3 separate regions of the Zea mays genome follow, and regions 2 and 3 are each linked to region 1. A link is a contact called in public Hi-C data. All regions are on one chromosome and are shown on one strand. The core of a region is the stretch at or near the end of the contact, and the rest is flanking DNA. Distances in the headings are between cores, read along the strand shown. Region 1 holds the start of LOC100193682. Region 2 has its middle 32 kb from the start of LOC111591043. Region 3 holds the start of LOC103648830.

Region 1 (4,231 bases), core at 900-3,399:
CGTTGAGGTGGTCACAAAGACCGGGTCTCTTTCAACCCTTTCCCGCTCTCAAACGGTCACCTAGACCGAGTGAGCTTCTCTTCTCAATCAATCGGACACTAAGTCCCCACAAGGACCACCACACGATTGGTGTCTCTTGCCTTGATTACAATTGAGTTGGAAACAAGAAAGAAGGAAGAAGAAAAGCAATCCAAGCGCAAGAACTCAAATGAACACAATTGTCTCTCTCACTAGTCACTATTTGATTGGAATGATCTTTGTACTTGGGAGAGGATTTGATCTCTTTGTTTGTGTCTTGGAATGAAGTCTAGAGCTCTTGTATGAGGTTTGATGGCTGAAAACTTGGATGCATTGAAGTGTGGTAGTTGGGGGGTATTTATAGCCCCAACCACCAAAAGGACCGTTGGTGAGGGCTGCTGTCGTATGGCGCACCGGACAGTCCGGTGCGCCACCCATGTCACCAGGTCGTTGGGTTCTGACCGTTGGAGCTTCTGACAACTGGGTCACCGGACAGTCCGGTGGTGCACCGGACAGGTCCTGTTCACTGTCCGGTGCGCCTTCTGACGCCTGCTCTGACTCTGCGCGCGCAGTCGGCACTGTTCCTGTTCACTATAGCCATTGCAGACGACCGTTGGCGCTTGGAGCCGTTGCTCCGCTTGGTGCACCGGACAGTCCGGTGAATTATAGCGGAGCGGCCTCCCGAATTCCCGAAGGTGGCAAGTTCAGAGTTGGGTTCCCTGGTGCACCGGACAGTCCGGTGCGCCAGACCAGAGCTTCCTTTGGATTATCTTTTGCTCTATTTATTTGAACCCTTTCTTGGTCTTTTTATTGGTTTGTTGTGAACCTTTGGCACCTGTAAGACTTACAATCTAGAGCAAACTAGTTAGTCCAATTATTTGTGTTGGGCAATTCAACCACCAAAATCAATTAGGAAAAGGTGTAAGCCTATTTCCCTTTCAAATACATCTCCAAATAAAATAACCAAACCTCTACTAAAAGGGAGAGAAAAAGGAAACTATAGAGAGAAGAAGAGAGGTAACACCTAAATTTGGTAGATACTAGAGAAGAAATTTTATACACCTAAATTTATGGTGTTAAAGTGGCCAAGTGGGTCTTAGATGGCTTCGATACATTTCATATGTATCATTACATTTAGTTCTTAATAAATTAGTGATTGATATCTAACCATGTTTTCATAACTATGTAGGGAGTCCCAATACGAATACACTACATAAGACCATGATCACGGCGCACCTGCCAGTGTAGGACACATAGGGATCAGACTCCAAGGCCTACAACAAGCATATCAGACCCCGATTCTAGCAATAAAAGACAAGGTTCGTCTTCACCCCTACTTTCCTATGCCAATTATCCGGTTGGTGAGGTGACACAGTAACCAATGAGGTGGGTGTACGAATGGGAGGACATTAAGTACTACCAAATGTTGGTGGAGTCATGGATTACGACTTCTTCGTGGACCGATCAGACTTGGACAGGGTACAATGCACAATTGATACATGAGCAAGGTATTATGTTGCTATCAACGGAGGAGTATAATATGGCACAAGCACAATATCAGTGGAATGCACCATGTGTGAATGATCTTTGACGGAGCAACAACTGTGAACTATGAATGGTGTATTTTTATCTTCGTCATTGTTTGTGAACTATGAAACTGCTAAATATTATTATTAAAATTGTGATATTGTTTAGGGTCATCTTTTGTTTAAATTATGGAGCCTTAATATGCTTTATTTACAAAATACATATAGCTCGGTCTTTATTTCTATGCTGTCGATTTATCAGGCCAAAAACCGATTAATCAGTCTTATCGATTTATGGGTTTTGAATTAAAATTTTTTGACCAATTCCTACCTATTTTCACCGGTATCGATGGGCACATGTTTTCACAATTTCACCCCTCAGATCTTGTTCGGTTATTTTCAATCTATATAGATTGGAAGTAATTGATTCAAATTGAAAGAAATTTTAACTTACTAAGATTAAAATTCACTAAATCTTTCTCAATCCATATAAATTAGGATAGAACCGAACAAACCCTCAACCGGTTTAGTGAACCCCGCCGGAGAGACAACCCAACCCCCCTGCTCGACCCGCTGAACTGCCGAAGCATCGCCTACTCTTCCTACTCAGCTCCGCTGGTCCGGTCGTCGCGTAGCGCCCTCACCCCCAGCCACCCCCACCACGAAGGCCGCGCGCTCCCCGCCTTCCGACGTCGCTCTCTCCGCCCAGCTCAAGCGCCCAGCGGTGAGGGAAGGGAAGGAAAAACAGACCTTTTTTTTTCTTCTCGGCGGCCTCGTGACTATGGATCCGCCGAGCTCCGGTCTCCCGCCGGTGCCGAGGTTTCCTGGCTCGATCCGTGACCGGCCCACGTGGAGACGGTGCTGGTGCTAGTACCGGTGCCTCCACCGTGTTTCTTGGCGACCTTACTACCTCCTCTCCTCCTCTGGAAGATTGCTGCTGCAGCCTGCAGGAAAGATGGCCGAACGCCGAAGGTGGGCAGCGTTAGTTACTCCTCCATGCTTTTTTCCTTCAGTTCAACAAATATGTTTGGATTTTTTTTTACCGGACTGTGGAATGCTTCGAGCTCGGGGGTTTATCGGATTTGGGCTGTTCTAAATCTCCTACCTACTCTGGCCCATATTTTTACCTTCTGGAGTACGTGTATAACAAGATCCATGGTGGACTGATGGATTCGGTTTTGACCGATACATGTATTTCGATGCTATTTTTTGGAAGGATTAAATCTTCAACACGTGCCCAAGCCCAACCGCCCAAAGGCATCGATTTGCTTTTCGCCAGATCTTGATTTGTGTGCCGCGGTTTGATTGATTGCAAAGCTGTGATGTTAACTGCGTTCAATTTGTACTTATACTACATCTGATGAATGCAGGAGCGTCGGCGCGTGCAGTGTGGAATCGACGCCGAGCGCCTCCAGTCGGTGCAGGAATGCGCAAATGCACGTCTGAATGAAGCCTGGTTGGTGGTAGAGCCGATGGTGGTGGGAACGGCGCCGTGCGGGGTCTCCGTCTCCTCCGTGTGGATCCTCCTGCTCCTTTCCTCCCTGCTCCTCTCGCCGTCGGCGGCGTCCGTCGATTTCGGCCACTGCGGCTGCGACGACGCCGACGACGGCGCCCTCTCGAGCACCTACAACATCCTGCAATGCCAGAAGGTCAGCGACTTCCTCATCGCCGCGGCCTACTTCTCCATCCCGCTCGAGCTGCTCTACTTCGCCACCTGCTCCGACCTTTTCCCCCTCAAATGGATCGTGCTGCAGTTCGGCGCCTTCATCGTGCTCTGCGGCCTCACGCACCTCATCACCGTGTTCACCTACGACCCGCACTCCTTCCACCTCGTGCTCGCCCTCACCGTCGCCAAGTTCATGACGGCACTAGTCTCCTTCGCCACAGCCATCACGCTGCTGACACTGATACCGCAGCTCCTGAGGGTGAAGGTCAGGGAAAACTTCCTGGTGAACAAGGCACGTGAGCTGGACCGGGAGGTGGGGATGATGAAAATGAAAGAAGAGGCGAGCTGGCATGTGCGTATGCTCACACAGGAGATCCGCAAGTCGCTCGACAGGCACACCATCTTGTACACCACCATGGTTGAGCTCTCGAAAGCGCTGGAACTGCAGAATTGTGCTGTCTGGATGCCCGATGAAACCAGGAGCGAGATGATCTTAACTCATCAGCCAAGGGAAAGGGATATAATGGACCAGCAGAACTGCTCGATTCCTATTGATGATCCAGATGTTCAAGAAATAAAGGCTACCAAGGACGCAAAAGTTCTTGGGCCAGATTCGGCACTAGGGGTTGCTACCCGCAAGCTTGACGTGGGGCCTGTGGCTGCAATAAGGATGCCGATGTTAAGGGTGTCAAATTTCAAAGGAGGGACTCCAGAAGTGATGCAGACGAGCTATGCTATCTTGGTTCTGGTTTTGCCTAATGATGGTTCATTGGGGTGGGGTAGAAGAGAGTTGGAGATTGTTGAAGTAGTTGCTGACCAAGTTGCGGTCGCTTTGTCACATGCTGCACTCCTAGAGGAGTCTCAGCTGATGCGAGAGAAACTTGCTGAGCAGTATAGGGACTTGCTGCAGGCAAAGCATGAAGCCATGAGGGCAGGGGAAGCTCGGAATTCCTTCCAGACTGCAATGTACGACGGAATGCGAAGGCCAATGCACTCAATCCTTGGTCTTGTCTCAATGATG
Region 2 (4,231 bases), core at 775-3,274, 250 kb after region 1:
CACACAACACAATCAAACAAAATATAGAGCGAAAAAATTGTTTACGAAGGTTGCACATAATGTGATTTCAGGGGCTTGAACGACACACCACAATCCACGCGAGTACAAGATCTAGCGTATTTGGTGTCAACGCGTGTGCGGCCATCAGAGCTACAATAGCATATCAAGCCTTCGTAATAAGTGCAACAAGCGCAGTTGTGACTCAATAGTCGGGGTACATGACAAGTCCATGAAACATGCGCTACATGCGCAATTGTGGCTCTATGATCACGAGAGACAAACAATGCCTACAGGGCGTGCGAAAAATGCGTGACTCGATGATGGCGGTCCGACTCAACGAGAGTGGTCCGATTAAGCGAGAGTGCGACATAGTAATCAAATGACGCAACCAAGTTCGTACGACACAAATACTGCATCGTGTTGCCAGGGCGCAGCCAGTGCTCAGCCAATGCCATAACTCGGTCGATTAATAACGTAGTCTGATCGACGTGTCTGAGTACCCACTATACAATTTAATCGCTCGACGTGAATCCAAAAGCTCAACACATCATAAATATTTAGAGCGTATAAAAATGCTCAACATAGTCTTCACATGCATTTTTCTACTAATTATTTACTGCGAGAAATAATTGATCAAGGAAGAAATTGCAATATAAAACAAGTTTTTTATTCTATTTTTATTTGCAACGTAGAATAAATAGAGTTAATAGCATACGTTTCATATTTTTTAGCCACACGTCACGCCTCGCGCGTGGTCAAAGAAATGGGGCCCGCATTCTTTTTAGCCGGATGACCCGCTCGTGGGAGCACCCATGGACCGTTCCTAGTTAGAGGACCTGGCCTGCATGCGTGGCAGCGTGGGGATGAGGGCCCCACCACCACATTTTTTTGACTCGGCAAAAGGAGCCCTGCATGCACGCATGCTGCACTCTCTCTCGGTTGAACGGTTCAGACGTCATCCATTTAGGCTAGGCTGGTTTCTTGCCTTATCTTTGACCATGCACGCAAGATTTCTCCCACTACAGAGACTTCGGATCGATGCCGTACAGGGCTGCGTGGCTCAACCTCACCTCGGTGCTGCCGATGCGTCGAGTAGGTGCTGCGCCAGCCGTGTGTTGAGCGGAGAAGCTCCAGGACGCGGTACAGGATGCACGGAGCCGCCAACAGAGCGGCTCGCGCGTCGCAGGCGCGCGCGGAGGTGCCTTTTTTTCTTAGTCGTCAACTAAATCACAAATCCAATATAAAAATTACATACCATGTTTCTTGATTCAGTAAACGGATGACATTTTATCAATATTTTAGTGCACATTTATAATGCGGGCATGGCTGCTGGCGTGCAATACGGTCCTAACGCGCGTGCGCAACACCACTACGTCAATGACAGTTTGTCGCGCACGAATCACAATCCGTACACAACAATGGATCAACCAATAAACATACCGCTCGTGCGTAGAGGGAGAATCGAAGGCTGTCACGTAGGATAGTTCGGCTAGGCCGAGAGACCTGCCGGCTTGACGAAGAGTTGATGCAGATCTAATCTCGCAGCAACGTCGAGGTAGAGCGTGCTGATAACGTGTTGAGAAATATGTTACCACAGATCACCAGATCGCTCCCTTCCCTCCCGTCAGCAGTAGAGGCGCAAGAAGCTGTAGAGTACATGTCTCCCTTGCCATAAGCACGACAGAGAAAACACACGAGACACGATGTAGGGTTAGGCCTCTGGCCTCTTTCTCTTCTCTATCACATATGAAGGGGTGTACAAGTTCTTTATATAGAGATGTGACACCCCTCAGGGGCAAAGTCGGTATTTGCCCACATAACCCTAACTAGTGTTACTTAACACAAACTATACAAACTGAAAGCCACTCGTCAAAACAATGGAAACCCAGCATGGATTCCACCAATTCTGGCCTGATCGAAAAGAGCCCAACCCAACAAAAAGACTTTTCATAATCCAGCCCGATTAGAACTACTACCTGCCTCTTGTCCTCAATCGAAACCATCCACAGTTTGGTCCGTACCGGTTCCCAACCCCAACTCCAACGGACAAGCCCACTAGGCCTCAAACCAACCCCAAGTTATCAATCCTTAAAAAGCGGCTTTTAAAAAATAATAGCAAGAGAAAAAAAACTACATGAAATAAGAAGCGCAGCTGAACTTTGTCGAAAGGAAAGACAAGCACGACTAAAGTTTGATTATAAAATTTATAAATATCTGCCGGCAGATTTGTTGTGCGGTTTTGCTCCACTTTGGTACAGTCGAGATGTATGTTCGGCTGGTGCCAATGCTGGCCGTGGCAAACGGATAAGTTGGGGACCGTTTGGATTGGATAGGATTTCGAAAATCCCACGCAAAATATATCATAGAGATTTAAACAAGCTAAATTTTAGATGCTACAGTGCATTATCCGGTCTAAAATCTTGTATTCACGGTTGGGTAAGATAAAAGGAGATTCTGCAGGCAACAGATGTTAAAAAGACAAAAATAACCTTCAAAAGGGTATGCAGCAGAGAAGCTAAGGACAATAAAAGAATATATGTTGAATATGCGGCTCCAAATATCTACAATCCAAACAGACTAGATAGAGATCATGCATAATCTAGATAATAGAAAATCCAGATTTTCAATATCTATATTTCATCCAAACGTGGCCTTGGTATCGTTTGCCGCGGTTCCAGCGACAGTCAGCAAGCGCGTGCGATCATCGTGGCTCCAACGTACGACACGACACCGACTCAGTTGTTGTTGTCATGGGCGGTAACGGTTGCCTCTTGTCACGTGACATGGATTGAATCTATTTTAAATTTCTAAATATTTTAAAAATAAAAAGCTGAAACCTGGTCTATAAATAGAGGAGTGTTTGAACTTTCACACATTCTACACTTCAGATTTCTCTATCACCGCCTCATAATTAGGGGTGACAATAGACTCTAAATTTCACACTATAAGATTTAAGTATCAGATCAGATTAGGATCGAATCATATTTCTATTTATTTTTGAACTAAAATGTATTTAAGGCCCTTCCATTTTGTGAAGAAGCATTTGTATCGCGATCCATTACACCCCTACTCATAATCCTTCACACTCGTTTGATTCGAATCAACGTTGTTGTGATGTCTTTATTTAACTCCAACATTCTGATGACCAAAGAAGAGTTATTCAAGTTGCTGCTGCAAAATATAATCCAGTGGCGATAAAGCTTGCCTCCGAATCTTCCATATCAAGCAGGCGGTCGAGGCAACATCGGAGATACATCGACCGTGACCGTGAAGCCGCCCACGACCGGTTGATGTAAGACTACTTCAATGACCCAGTGCATCTACCCACCACTCTACTTTCATCAAAGGTACCACATACATGGAAGCCTCTTCTTTCACATCTTGGAGAGGATGGATGAGCACCCCCTACTTCACTCTTGGAACCGATGCAGTCACTATAGTGGTTTTCTCCCCACAAGAAGTGCGCAACTGTTATACACATGCTTGCGTATGGTAGCATTGATGACTCCATTGATGAGTACATCAAAATGGGGGAAAATTCTGTCTTAGAGTGTCTTGAACTATTCAGTAGAGGTGTTATTGCATGTATTAGAGCTGAGTACACGCGTCGTCACACTAACGATGACCTCATGCATTTAGCTAGGGGAAAGGGGATTTCTTGGTATGATAGGGAGTATAATTTGCATGCATTAGCATTGAAGGAACTATCCCTGAAAGAGAAATGGGATTAGGCCATTTCTATAGTGGTTCGGGTATTTGATGACCACCACAACATTATTGAATAACTAGTTTGCTAAGTTAATGGTTGCAGGTTCATAAGAATAAGAATAAAGATTCAATCTGAACTATAGCTTAGAACTTAGTTAGAAAGGGCATAATTTGGAAGAGAGTAACCTTGAGTGGTTCAAGCATTTGGATAAGTTCTAAAATGTCCTAGGAACATTTTGGAACCCTTGAGAGGCAAGAATGTTCAAATGCACTAAGGGGTTCCAGGAGCTAAGTTTGAAAAACTGAGTAGAAATGAGCATGTGGATTGAAAAGGACCAAAACTACGAAGACCTATGACTTACATTGTTTGGATAGATCGAGAATATGTTTCTCTATGTCATAGAAGTACTCAAAAGTATATCCAAATGAAGACAAGCGAAAAGGCTCATGTTTGGAAAAGTTAGAATATCTCTTTATGCACCGGACCAAAGTCCTAGAGAAGGTTTTAGAAGATCCAGGTAGC
Region 3 (4,231 bases), core at 707-3,206, 140 kb after region 1:
TGTCGTGCGCCATCGGAGCCAGCCACGCCAGCGTCTTCTCCAGCGCCTCCCGCCAGTCGTGCGCCAGGAACGCGTCGTAGATCGCCACGCTCTTCGCGTGCGTCTTCAGGCTCCTCCGCAGCGCCGCCTTCAGGCTCGACGGCAGCATCTGGTACAGGTCGTCCCGCGCCTCCTCGCCGACGAGGTGCGGGTACCGGAGCAGCTTCTCGATGATGATGACGACGTTCGCGTAGTGCAGCGCGAGAGCGGAGCCGCCGACTGTGGACGGCGGCGCCAGTGATGTCACCGTGCTCTTGGGCCCGAACCGCGCCGCCTTTCTGGTAATCCTGCCACTCTTGGATGGTGGCGTTGTCGTCATCGTCGTCGTTGTCGACAGCCCCTGCTCGCTGCTGAATGGCACCAGCATCCCTGATCTGATCGTGCTGATGCGGCTGGAATCTTCCAGGAACTCGTCCTCGAACCCATCGTTCCATGACGCCGAGCTGCTCAGGCTCAAGCACTCCATGAGCATCTTCCCCGGGCTCGCTCCACAGCCTGACCGAAGATTCACTGGCCGCGACATGTCCGGATCGACTCTGGAAACCGGCCCTGAGTTGCCGCAATCACTGAGATCGCTTCGGACGGGGCCTGAGTTTGCTGTTATTGGACCGGAGAGCCGCCGGCTCTGGTCGCATTGCCTCGACGACTCGCTGGACGGCGTGGCCAGCAGCAGGTCGAGCCCCAGCATGGGGTCGCCGAACACGAGGCGGATGCGGGCGTAGATGGCGCAGGCGGCGCGCGCGAGCAGGAGCACGGCCTTGTCGTAGGTCCAGTTCCAGAGCGAGGCGTCCCTGAGGCGGCGCACGTCGTGGCGGCGCCACCGCGCCCGCTGCTCCAGCGCGCGGCGGGCCTCGTCGGTGGGCAGCTTCCGCGCCGACTGCTCCAGCTCGGTGAGCGCCTCGAGCGCGGCGTAGAGAGCCGCGGTGGCGGCCGCGAGGCGGTCGAGCCTGCGCACGAGCGACGCGGCGTCGGACGCGGAGGCCACGGCGAAGAGCGCGCCGGTGGCGCCGGAGCGGCCGGCGAGGAGGTCAGCGTAGACGTGGTCGAAGCCCACGAGCGGCGGCGCCGTGCAACGGCGGCCGAGGCGCGAGGCCACGGCCGCGACGCGGTTCAGCGCGTCGAGCTTCTCGGCCAGCGCGAGCGCCAGGAGGCGCGCGTCGTCGCCCGGGACCAGCGCGCGCACGGCGCGGGAGCCGAGGCAGAGCGGCCCGAGCAGGCGCGCCGCCTCGGCGTCGGAGAGCGAGCGGTACAGGTTCGCCGCGCGCGACATGGCGTTGGCCACCTCCAGGGACAGGATGCCCAGCCTGCCGTCGCCCGCCGCAGCCGCGCCGCCCTTGTTGGCGCTCGCCGCCGCCGGCCGCGCCTTCTTGGAGGAGGAGGACGACGACGTCGCCATGGAGAGCACCTTGTGCACCAGCGGCTCCGCCACCATGACTCCCTCCGCTCCGGTCGCGTCGTCGAGAGGAGTAGCCAAGAAGGAAGGGTGTGTTTGAATTGGAACGCTGGGATTTCGTGCGTGACTGGCTAGGCGCCCTCGGTCAGCAGCAGCAGCAGTGTGAGGGAGGAGGGAATTAATGGCGGGCCAGAGCACGTAGAGATGTCAACACTCCGAGACAAGGCAAGGCTGGCACTTGTAGAATGGAAAACCGAAAAAGGAGAACAGCATTTCTCGGATGGTGCGCCAAGAACCCCAAGGTGGAGAAGTGGAGATGGAGGTAGAAGGAACGAACGAACGACAGCAAGGGGACGAGGAGGAGTGAGACGAAGGTAGTAGCTACGACGAGGTGTGAGATCTGGATGCGAGAGGTGACGCCATTGATGCGCGGCCCCAACTCCTGGCTGGTGTGGTGGCATTAAATTGGAGCGGGAGGAAGGCAACAAAAGCAAGCAGCCGAAGAGCTCGCCTCGCCTGCCTCTGCAGCCGAAGCGAGCGAGTCATCATGGAGATGGACTGGTGCAGTGGTTGCCTCTGCTTCTGCAAATCTGCACCCGGCCCGGGTAACTTTCCCGGTTCCCTTTTCCGTTTCCGTTTCCCAATTCAATTCCATTTTCATTTCCATACCCACGACTACTGGGGCCATGGACTATGTGGGACCAAATTGTCAGTGGGGTTGGAGACCGTGTGTTGGGTTCTGGATGGATAGAGTGGAAGGAAATTTGCTTCACTTTGCGAGGAGGGGTTCGAAAAGTCGGGTAGCACTTCTGGAGCAAGTAAACCTACCGCAACATTACTTTTGTGGTGATTGAGACGAAAACGGATACTTATTTAGATATTTTATCTTTTTCCCCACTGTGAATAAATAGGATACAGGATCTATAACACAAATTTATATTTTTACTTTTAACATTAAGCTTATATATATTTATAAAAGATAAATCTCATGTTCATTATCTTCTCAAATGATAGTTATAAAATTCGATACAAATTCGAATAATTTCCACCTTATTGTTGTTGTAGGGAGCAAACAATGTATAAAACAATTTATATAAAAAATATTCTTATTTGTAATAACGCGTTCGATAACATAAAAAAAGATCGACATCAAATTTCATATATGTCTATTTTAAAATCTTAAAAAATGTTAAATTTGTCCTAACAATTCGGTTATCCACGTTCATCGCATTTGCGTGTTTCCAATCATCTCATCTCATTTACGTGTTTCCAAAGATGTGTTTGGTTTAGATACTAATTTGTTTAGTCACAAAATTATCAAACACATGGACCGGTCCATTTCCAAATCTTCATATCTAATTGTTAGCCAACTAATAAATTGTTAGTTGAATTAGTTGACTAACTATTAGTTAGGGTTGCTCTAAACCTAAATTTAATGGATTATTATAATAAGCTAAATGTACTTACTACCCGTCTCTTTTTCTAATAAGCTAATAGATAGAAACGACCATGGAAAATTTGATCATCAACGACCTATTAGCTGGTTTTATTTGAGTTGAGGTAGCTAACAACTAATTGCTATTTAGGGGTATAGCTAACAATTAGTTTGTCTATTAGCTGACTCGTTATAAATCTCTCAGCCATTTTTAGCTACTAACTAGTAGTTTTAGAGTTTGGAATGTTCTAAAAGGAGACTAAACCATTTTAGTCTCTAATCACTCGAGGGGTGACTAAAAAGAGACTAAATTGTTCCTTTTACCGTCATTATTTCTCCTTTATTGCGATGTCCAGGTATGAGCGAGAGAAGACTGATTGGTTGAATCACAATCCGTCCGTTTGGTTGGTTGTACGGGGCAGAAACTGCATCCACAAATCTTGAAAACATATTTTGTTTGTTTTACTTCTCTGCATAACCAGACTGAGTGGGTGCAAGAAACAACAGCGAGCCAGGCCTGTAAAAAACAGTCGCTCGGCGCGTACGCGCGCGTGCAGGCGCGGTGCAGCCACGCTCGTACGGACCAGGTGCGCGCGGTGCAGCCACGCTCGTATGGACCAGGCTGGCACCGTCCAACAACTAAACAGCCGGAATATGTGTTTTCTCATGTTGTGTTGATCACTTTAATCCCTAAAATAAACTAGGTATGGAGGGGGCAATTATAAGTGTATCCATCGTATTTTCCTATCTATCCATCTCCCCTCTCCTACCGCGGAAAAATAGTACAAGGAGAACAAGAAAAACAAAGGGTACTGCTAACGTGTGGGATCATTCCCAGCGCTGAGACATGATCCCCAAAGAAAAGTTGCTCTTGGAAAATGATTATGCGAATGACAGCAGCTCAAGTGATGTAACACTCCAAGCAAACCAAAAAAATGCTATGGCTACACCATATCCCTATTCTTTTTTCGTGTGTTAGGTTGTTTTCGTTGGATAGCACTATTTATAGAGTGAAGTTTAAAATGAGAAATTAAATAGGGGATCTGCTAGATATGACCTTACTCATCCTCGCTAAGCATGCTCTAACCTGCTCTAACCAAAATAAGGGCTTCTTAGCAAGCACGCGGAAACTGAATCAGTATTTATTTATATAAAAAATACGCATTCCAAAGAAGGCTTCATATAATTATGTTAGGTACCGTTTGGTTTATACATTTGTAACGTAATGGGTAACTGATAACGTTAAATCATGTTTGTTTTAGTCCCACCGTAATCAGATACCACACTAAAAATTGATACCAGCCTATTCAAATTTGTTACCGGCAGTAATCGAGTGTAAACCATTACCATTACCATTTGCGTTA

Evidence for each region. A called contact is a pair of places that touch in the nucleus more often than the background predicts.
Region 2: a contact with region 1 is called in a Hi-C map of leaf, with 4 times the contacts expected there. The contact joins the enhancer-like site here to the promoter of LOC100193682 in region 1. A contact is called at or near these places in 4 of 25 Hi-C or Micro-C datasets (bundle sheath, ear, leaf and 1 more).
Region 3: a contact with region 1 is called in a Hi-C map of tassel, with 4 times the contacts expected there. The contact joins the promoter of LOC103648830 here to the promoter of LOC100193682 in region 1. A contact is called at or near these places in 11 of 25 Hi-C or Micro-C datasets (bundle sheath, ear, endosperm and 3 more) and 1 of 3 datasets of contacts at active chromatin or transcription factors (leaf).

What each region holds. Positions count from the first base shown.
Region 1 is chr2:107,072,751-107,076,981 of Zm-B73-REFERENCE-NAM-5.0, forward strand. LOC100193682 reads left to right here and starts at 2,150. Exons shown (of 3, transcript NM_001358862.1): 1 at 2,150-2,516; 2 at 2,915-4,231. The coding sequence starts at 3,017.
Region 2 is chr2:107,325,142-107,329,372 of Zm-B73-REFERENCE-NAM-5.0, forward strand. No RefSeq gene overlaps it. Among protein-coding and RNA genes, the nearest start is that of LOC111591043, 32 kb to the left of the region's middle. Within about 2 kb of position 2,025, at least 14 of the 20 cell types and tissues checked have an H3K27ac peak or open chromatin away from gene starts, as enhancers often do. A contact at or near this core is called in bundle sheath, ear and leaf, where this site is marked.
Region 3 is chr2:107,211,746-107,215,976 of Zm-B73-REFERENCE-NAM-5.0, forward strand. LOC103648830 reads right to left here and starts at 1,957. Exons shown (of 1, transcript XM_020548376.3): 1 at 1-1,957. The coding sequence starts at 1,471.